2 separate regions of the Anser cygnoides genome follow, and region 1 is linked to region 2. The links are chromatin contacts, called in public Hi-C maps. All regions are on one chromosome and are shown on one strand. The core of a region is the stretch at or near the end of the contact, and the rest is flanking DNA. Distances in the headings are between cores, read along the strand shown. Region 1 has its middle 3.6 kb from the start of SST. Region 2 overlaps LPP (LIM domain containing preferred translocation partner in lipoma).

What was found. A called contact is a pair of places that touch in the nucleus more often than the background predicts.
Region 1: a contact with region 2 is called in a Hi-C map of liver, with 18 times the contacts expected there. The contact joins two enhancer-like sites. A contact is called at or near these places in 2 of 7 Hi-C or Micro-C datasets (both in liver).

What each region holds. Positions count from the first base shown.
Region 1 is chr9:16,359,346-16,362,634 of Taihu_goose_T2T_genome, reverse strand. It overlaps the pseudogene LOC136791464. Among named protein-coding and RNA genes, the nearest start is that of SST, 3.6 kb to the left of the region's middle. Within about 2 kb of position 1,939, at least 3 of the 3 cell types and tissues checked have open chromatin away from gene starts, as enhancers often do. A contact at or near this core is called in liver, where this site is marked.
Region 2 is chr9:16,014,733-16,018,269 of Taihu_goose_T2T_genome, reverse strand. The region is part of intron 7 of LPP (LIM domain containing preferred translocation partner in lipoma); the gene reads left to right. Among named protein-coding and RNA genes, the nearest start is that of LPP, 180 kb to the left of the region's middle. Within about 2 kb of position 1,864, at least 2 of the 3 cell types and tissues checked have open chromatin away from gene starts, as enhancers often do. A contact at or near this core is called in liver, where this site is marked.

The DNA.
Region 1 (3,289 bases), core at 690-3,189, 340 kb before region 2:
ACCACTTCCCCCTCCCCCGGCTCCTCCGGGGGATCATTGTGCTCAGAATTTTTTCCCCTCATTCCCCAGCCGGATAAATCCATCATCCGTCCGCTCGGCTGCGGCGAGGGCGATTCTGTTCCTTCCTCTCTGCCGCAGCGCTGCAGGGCATGTGGCTTTGCAGACGATTGAATTGCATTGAATTCCTGGGACTGCTTCCTTACCCCCAGCTCTCCTCCTGCTTGCTCCACGAATCCAGAGCAGTCCAGCAGTGCCCGGACTGTGTGCACAGGCTGCGCGCTCAGCGCTGTGCCAGCGAAGCGTGCCCTCTGCTGTCACTGTGCTTGCAGGACCGGCTCTCCTCGCACCTCGTCACCCCAGCTGCCACCAACCCTTCTGTGAACAGAACAGCCTTGCCACATATCACTACCTTGACAGCAGGAAAAAAAAAAAAAAAAAAAGAAATTATTATATTGCAGCACTCAGCCGTGCTGTAGTGCCGAGCTGCGGTCCACGAGCCAGGGCTGTGAAATTCCTCATCACGAAATTCCTCTGGAAAAGCAGCCTGAGCTATAGGTACAGATGAGTGAATAAGAGTAGTCATCTGTGCCTGGGAGATAACGAGAAACAAGAGCTAAATAAAGGGGAGAAACTGATGCCGGCTGGTGCTGTGTGTCCCTGGGACGGGCTGTGCAGGGGGCAGTGGTGTCGGGATGCCATATGGACTCGCAACAGCCCTTTGCAGGATGCTGGGGACAGACCCAGCTGTGTACAAAGTGGCAGGCTGCCTTCTGCTTCTCACAGGGATGGGCAACATGCAAGGTCAAGAAATTCTCTTACTCCCTCATGTGGGAAAAAAAAAAAAAAAAAATGAGTCTTTAAGAAGTAGTTGAGATAAAATGCCTCTGTGCCTGGGCACGAGTATGAACTGAGATCATGTTTTATTGCTTGTCTGTGCACACCATTTCTGGTGATGGTCTCCAGGCCTCAGTGTGCTGGGTCACGTCCCTGTGCACTGACTGCAATTCCCTTGCTGCGGGCGTCACGCAGAGCTCGTGGCTTTTAGCCCAGGAAGGGCCACACTCCCCACGAAGGTAGGCTGAGAGGGCTGGGGGGATGCTTGCGCTGAGAGGTCTCTGGATAAAAAGCAGTTTCTGCAGTAGGATTTGGGTGCAAACCCATGAGAACTGGGGTCTCCCAGTTGCCTGGATAGTTTTTTATTTCTCAGTGATCAAGGCAAGAGATGATGGATACAGATGATGGGTGAGCACACGCAAATATGAAATAATAGAGGCTCTGGTTAATAAAATAGAGGTTTTATTGATTTATTTTGTGTATTATTTTTATTAGTTTTTATTTTAAAATTTATTTCTAATTCTCATCTCTGTCTTTTTATTCATTTATTCCTGCGGCTCGGTTACTGCCGGGATCCTTCCCAAACTCCATCCTCGCCCGCCCTCTCGTGGGCACCCGGCAGAAGGCAGCGGGGCCCCCCCCGGTGCTGGGCGCAGGCGGCGGTGCTGCCAGCAGCGATGGTGCAAAGGGCCCGGCTGTGCACATTTCCACATTTCCACATTTTGGGAAGTGCCAGCTGCGCTGCCTGCATTTAAACCTTCCGTGCTTCAGTGTCAGCACGAGTTTTTCAGCACCAACCCGAGGACTAGGGGATAAATGGGTGAGTGCAGCACCAGCTGAGCCCCAGCACCTTGCCGCATCGCTGCTGGCGACCCCGAAAGTGCTCAGCCCGAGGAAACTCCAATCCCCATTTCTCTACAGGGTTGCCCCACAGCCTGTGCTGGGAAGTGAAATGAGGCAGGTGTCGGCGGCGTGGGAAATGTTTTTCGGTGCTGAAGAAATCTGAAGGGAAACACGACCACATCCCAGTGTTTTGGGCTTGCCTCCGTGTGGGAGGAGGGGGAGATGGATATCAAAGGAGCTGCTCCAACATATTCCGGGAACCTTCCTGGAAAGCGGCCAGCTTGTCAGTTCGCTGCTGCCTGCCCTTCTGAGGCTGGGAGGAACCAACCCCCCTATCTGGAGCTGGGTTTTCAACTGACCCAGTGGCACCGACACGGGCAGGCAGTACCAGGTCACCCTTTGCAGGCTCGGCAGCCCTAAAACGTGCCGTGCAGAGCTGTGTGACTGCTCCCTTGCCTCTACAAACACGGCACATGCGGAGCAAAGCTCACCGGCACGGGCTGGCCGTGCCAGCTGCCTGCGGACCTCTGCCCCCCGGACAGAGAGGGAGAGAGATTGCAATCGCTTCGGCATAGCTGCCTGGAAAAGCCGTGACATCATCGCTATAAAAAAGAAAACAAACACACAAAATCTGTCCCAGGAAGGAAACTCAGCCATGCTCCAGGAAAATACAGTATTTATTTTGCAAACGCAGCTGTGCGGCTCAATGGGGAATGGAGGGCGCGGACACGCAGCCTGCTCGTCCGGGCAAAGCAGCTTCCAAAAGTGCCAGCTGCGGCGGCCTGAAAGGTAGTGGCCTCAAAGGCAGTCAGATCCCAACGGAGAGGGGAGAAACCTAATACTTGTCAAATGGGGCTAGCACTCGGGGAGAGGTTGTGGGTTTGAGGTCCTGCCGCTGGCCGAGGCTGGCCTCAGGAGGAGGCAGAGGCTGCTCAGCCCTTCTCTCCTGGAGTTATATCTTCACCTGCCGGCAGACCCTGGGCACTGGGAAATGAGGAGTGCCCTGCACGCTGGCTTGCCCCCATCTTGCCATTTCCCTCCCGGGCCCTGCTTGTCTCAGCGCCCTGTGTCCCGTGGCACATCCTCCCTGCTCCCTGCAGCTCCTCCTCACCGCTCACAGCCAGGACCTCCCCTTCCCGTTGGCGTTTCAAAATCCTCCTCTGTGAATCACTCCCCCCCAGCCCTGCCCCCCAAAACTGGCCAGGAATTAAGTGAAGGAAACCCAAAGATGAGCTGCACCCAGCTCAGACCCCGAGCCCACCCAGGCCACAAGGAGCAGGGGCCCTGCTCCGGCACAGACGGTGCTGCTCATGCAGCTCTGAGGCCGGTTTTCTGCAGCCAGCTGTGCCCACGTTGCTGCCGTGTGCTCGCAGCGAGCTCTTGCTCTGGAGAATCCCAGCTTCCCGAAGCCCAGGTCCCGCCATGGCTTCACACCCCCCCAGAACACGGACCAAAGGCAGGAGCAGCGGGGAGGGCTCCCCGACCCTGGCACCAGGCCGCGGGGCTGGAAGCCCGGTGCTGCGGGCCAGCCTCTTCCTGGAGGAGGTCAGCGACCCGGCTCCACCGAAATGTTGTGCAAGGAGCTGAACCAGCGGCCCCCTTCCCCGAGCCA
Region 2 (3,537 bases), core at 615-3,114:
ACCTCCCCATGGCCCATGGGCTGGCCCCAGGCACACGCAGGGAGCTCCAAGCTCCAAGCCCACTGCGTGTCAACCTGAACTTTTGCTCTTCCAATCTGTACTGTAACCAGGATCCCTGACCTGAAAGGCGGATTGTTTGGCTGATACACACAGATAAGTGCCAAGGCTAATTCTAGGAGAAGGGAAGCAGGAGGGGCGGTCAGGAGAGGTAAGGAAGGAGAACAGGAAGGGTCAGTCTGCTCAAGATGCAAGGCACAAGTCCATAGGAAATGAGGCTTCCTTTGCTCTGCTCTTGATGGTTGCTGTTCCTTTTGTGTTGGCTGTTTCTCCTCTGCACACCCTAGGAACCAGCTGCGTTTCCCTCCCAGTCAGGGAAAGGAAATAGCTCAGAGCCAAGGGAACAGCACAGCAACTTAGAGAAACACCTGCATGGCAATGCATCACTTGGGACTTTGCTCCCACTGTGCCTGCACTGGATGTCTGCCCCAGGCCATTCCCACCACAATGGGAGTGATGATTTTGTGCTTTGTGTGTTACGCCTGCAGCAAGGAGAGCGTTGCCTCGATAGTTGCCTTTCAGCTTAACTCTATCCAGAGACCACCAAAGGGCTGGCACTGATGCTGCTGATGTGAGTTCCTGTTGAGTTGTGCTCTTGAAAAGAGGAGGGCAACTAATTTCTGTGGTTGCAGTTTCTAAATACATTTGAAAGGTGAAGGCTTAAATATTCTAGGGAGCCCTAGCATTTATAGTATGGCCTTTACAAGTTTATCTTGGTTGCTTCCTGGTGCCAGTTTGCGTAAGCTGTTGCAGATTTCGCACATTTATCTTTGTAATGCCTTAAGGAAGGAGAGATTTGATTCTTCTTCTGTTCTACAAATGAAAAGCTGAAGCAGAGCTGATGCACAGAAATGCAGCTCATTGTAAAGGAGGGCTTTGGACATAGATCTGTGACGTTCTGGGGTAGTTCTGTCATTTGCTGGTCTGTCCTGTCCATACAACGGTCTGTCCTACTGGCAAGAGAGGACCTCTCCCTGGAGCCCCTGCTGGCCAGCCCAAAGGCAGAGCAGAGCTGCTCCCAGCCTCCTTTCAGGTAGGGGAAAAAGAGGGCTGCCTGGAAGCAACCAGTGCCCTACAAAAAAAGTAAGAGCTGGCAATGCATTTTCTACATTAGACCCTGCTACCAGTGCATAAATAAACATGATACATTTATGGCCTGAACATATCTCAGGATTGTTGCAAGATGTTCCTAGTTCAAAACCGTTAACCATTAGAGGAAGAGACAGATGTATCTGCGGATAGTTTAAGGGGCTGTGTCTATATTTTCTCTTATTGATCGCCTTTTGCCTTCCTGTCTGGAACCCTTTGAGAGATGACTGTGGTGCTGAGATGCACCGTCTCTGTACATTAAAGCTGCCTAGTCTAAGAAAAAAAAATACACAAAAAACACAACTGAAACCCAGCCCATATCTGAAAGCTATGAATTGATAGATTCTTCAGATAGCTCTTCAAATAACTGTAAATTACTCCAGGCTGTTAGAGTTTCATTGTAAGGAGGTTCCTTCCTTGAGTCAGACTTCTTTGCATCACAGTAAAATGCAATTAGATGACGTACATATTGTGGCTTGGAAGCACTTACCATTTTCTTAGCCTTATGTTGTCAACTTTTGCTCAATAACAGGCTTGTGGACTGTGTCACTGTGCCTGTGTTAGCATATATTATCACCATATGGTGTTTCAATAGTGAATAGGAGACATCTATGAGTATGTAAAAGGATGAAATGGAAAAAATATTACAGCAAGATAAGCCTAACATGCTGCTTCACAGCTGACAGTGAGTACTCTAGCTGCCATTTCTATGGGAAATCAATAACGTGTTGCTCCAATGAGTATTACTGTCTTCTCCTGCAGATTTAAAAACAAAACAACAAAACACCAAGAAACAAACAGACAAAAAAAAAACACAGAAGCAGACCTGGCCAGAAAAAAATGAGATTTTGATGCAGGTGTTAGAAATATTTTTGCCAGTGTTTGCAATCTGAGACTGCCCGAGCAAAATAGTTTGTCTTAGCATGAATTCTTTGCACAGAAAGTAGTAGTTTCTTTTGGATAAGTACAGCAAGAACAAGGGCAGTTTGTGCAGTTTTTATGGCATTATACATGTAAAGACAGGTCGGATTGTTGCAGTCATCTTATCTGGTTGTTAGCATAGCCCAGGTCAGCGACCCTGCTATCTTGTCATAAATAGCACCGGTGTTTATCTTTGGGTTGATGTCAGACCGGGTATCTTGTCCCCTTTGGAATGATTTATAAGAAGTCGATGAGAGGCTGCTGCTGTCCCAAGGAGGGAGCCCTGAAGAACTGCCATCTTGCAGACCAGCAAGCACTCCAGTCTTCCTAGGGGCTCAAGCAATTTTGATTCCCGTTTCCAAAGCCATTAGGTTGTGATCCAAGAAGGATTCGGGAAAGATGGGAGGAACAGCTCTATGTCCACCTGTCAGAAAGGCAGGATACGCATGCACTTCCAAATCACAATTATCAAGAGGGGAAGAGAAGGTGTTGGGGTTGATTACTGGGCTGGTTTGCAGAAAGACCAACTGCGTATTCCATGACATAGCTATATAATTAACACTGCGGTCTTAAGAAGTGGTGGATAAGCCACTGTTTTTCAGCTGGGTTTCTTTGAGCAGAGGATATAGTACAAATGTTATGTTGAACTCTCTTTAATCTTTTTTCTGGAAACATTTTGACTCGAGTCCACATCAGAGGCTAATGTCCAAAGTGCAAGAAAGGGGGACCTGGCTGTGGAACAAGGTGGCCGTGAAGGTCACAGTGTTTTATGAGGCCCTGGTGACAGAGAGCTGCTACTGTGCTCGAGACAGCACTCTGCTTAGTATGAAAAGCTGCAGAGCTATCGCATGGAGGATGCAATCGTTTAGTGCTTCTTCAGGCTAAGTGTAGATCACTGTCAGGTCTTGGAGGTATCTGGAAGAATCAGTACCCCAAAGCAGGGCTGTATAACACAACAGCCATTTTTAGCTTTTTGGCAAGACTTGCGTTTGACGAGACTTGGCTTTGACACTGTTGAATAATGTGGTCATTTCTAAGTAACAGCAATAAAACTTTAGGGAACACCTGCTGTTTCTATATTGAACATATGTGTGCGTGCTCATGTAAAATCACAAATGCATGCAGGTCTAGAGAATACAATTCATATTTGGCATCTTTCCTACAAATTGTATTTCAGAACACTTTAAAGTCTTCCTGTAAATAAAGTAATTTCAGAATTGAGCTCATATTAATGAAGAAAAGGAGATGAAGTAAGATACAAAAGCAAAGGATGAAAAAGGGTTGCTTTGTTTCTTTTTTCTTTTCTTTTTTTTTAAAGGCAAAACAGGCATTTGGTGAGTTCAATCATTTGCTGAGTAGTGTACTCAGTGATATCTCCAGAGGACATACGGACAGTCTCAGGAGACTGTCTGCATGGTGGGAACTGCACAGGGCCAAAACCGAAGTAATGGACCGATCACTTACAAAGTA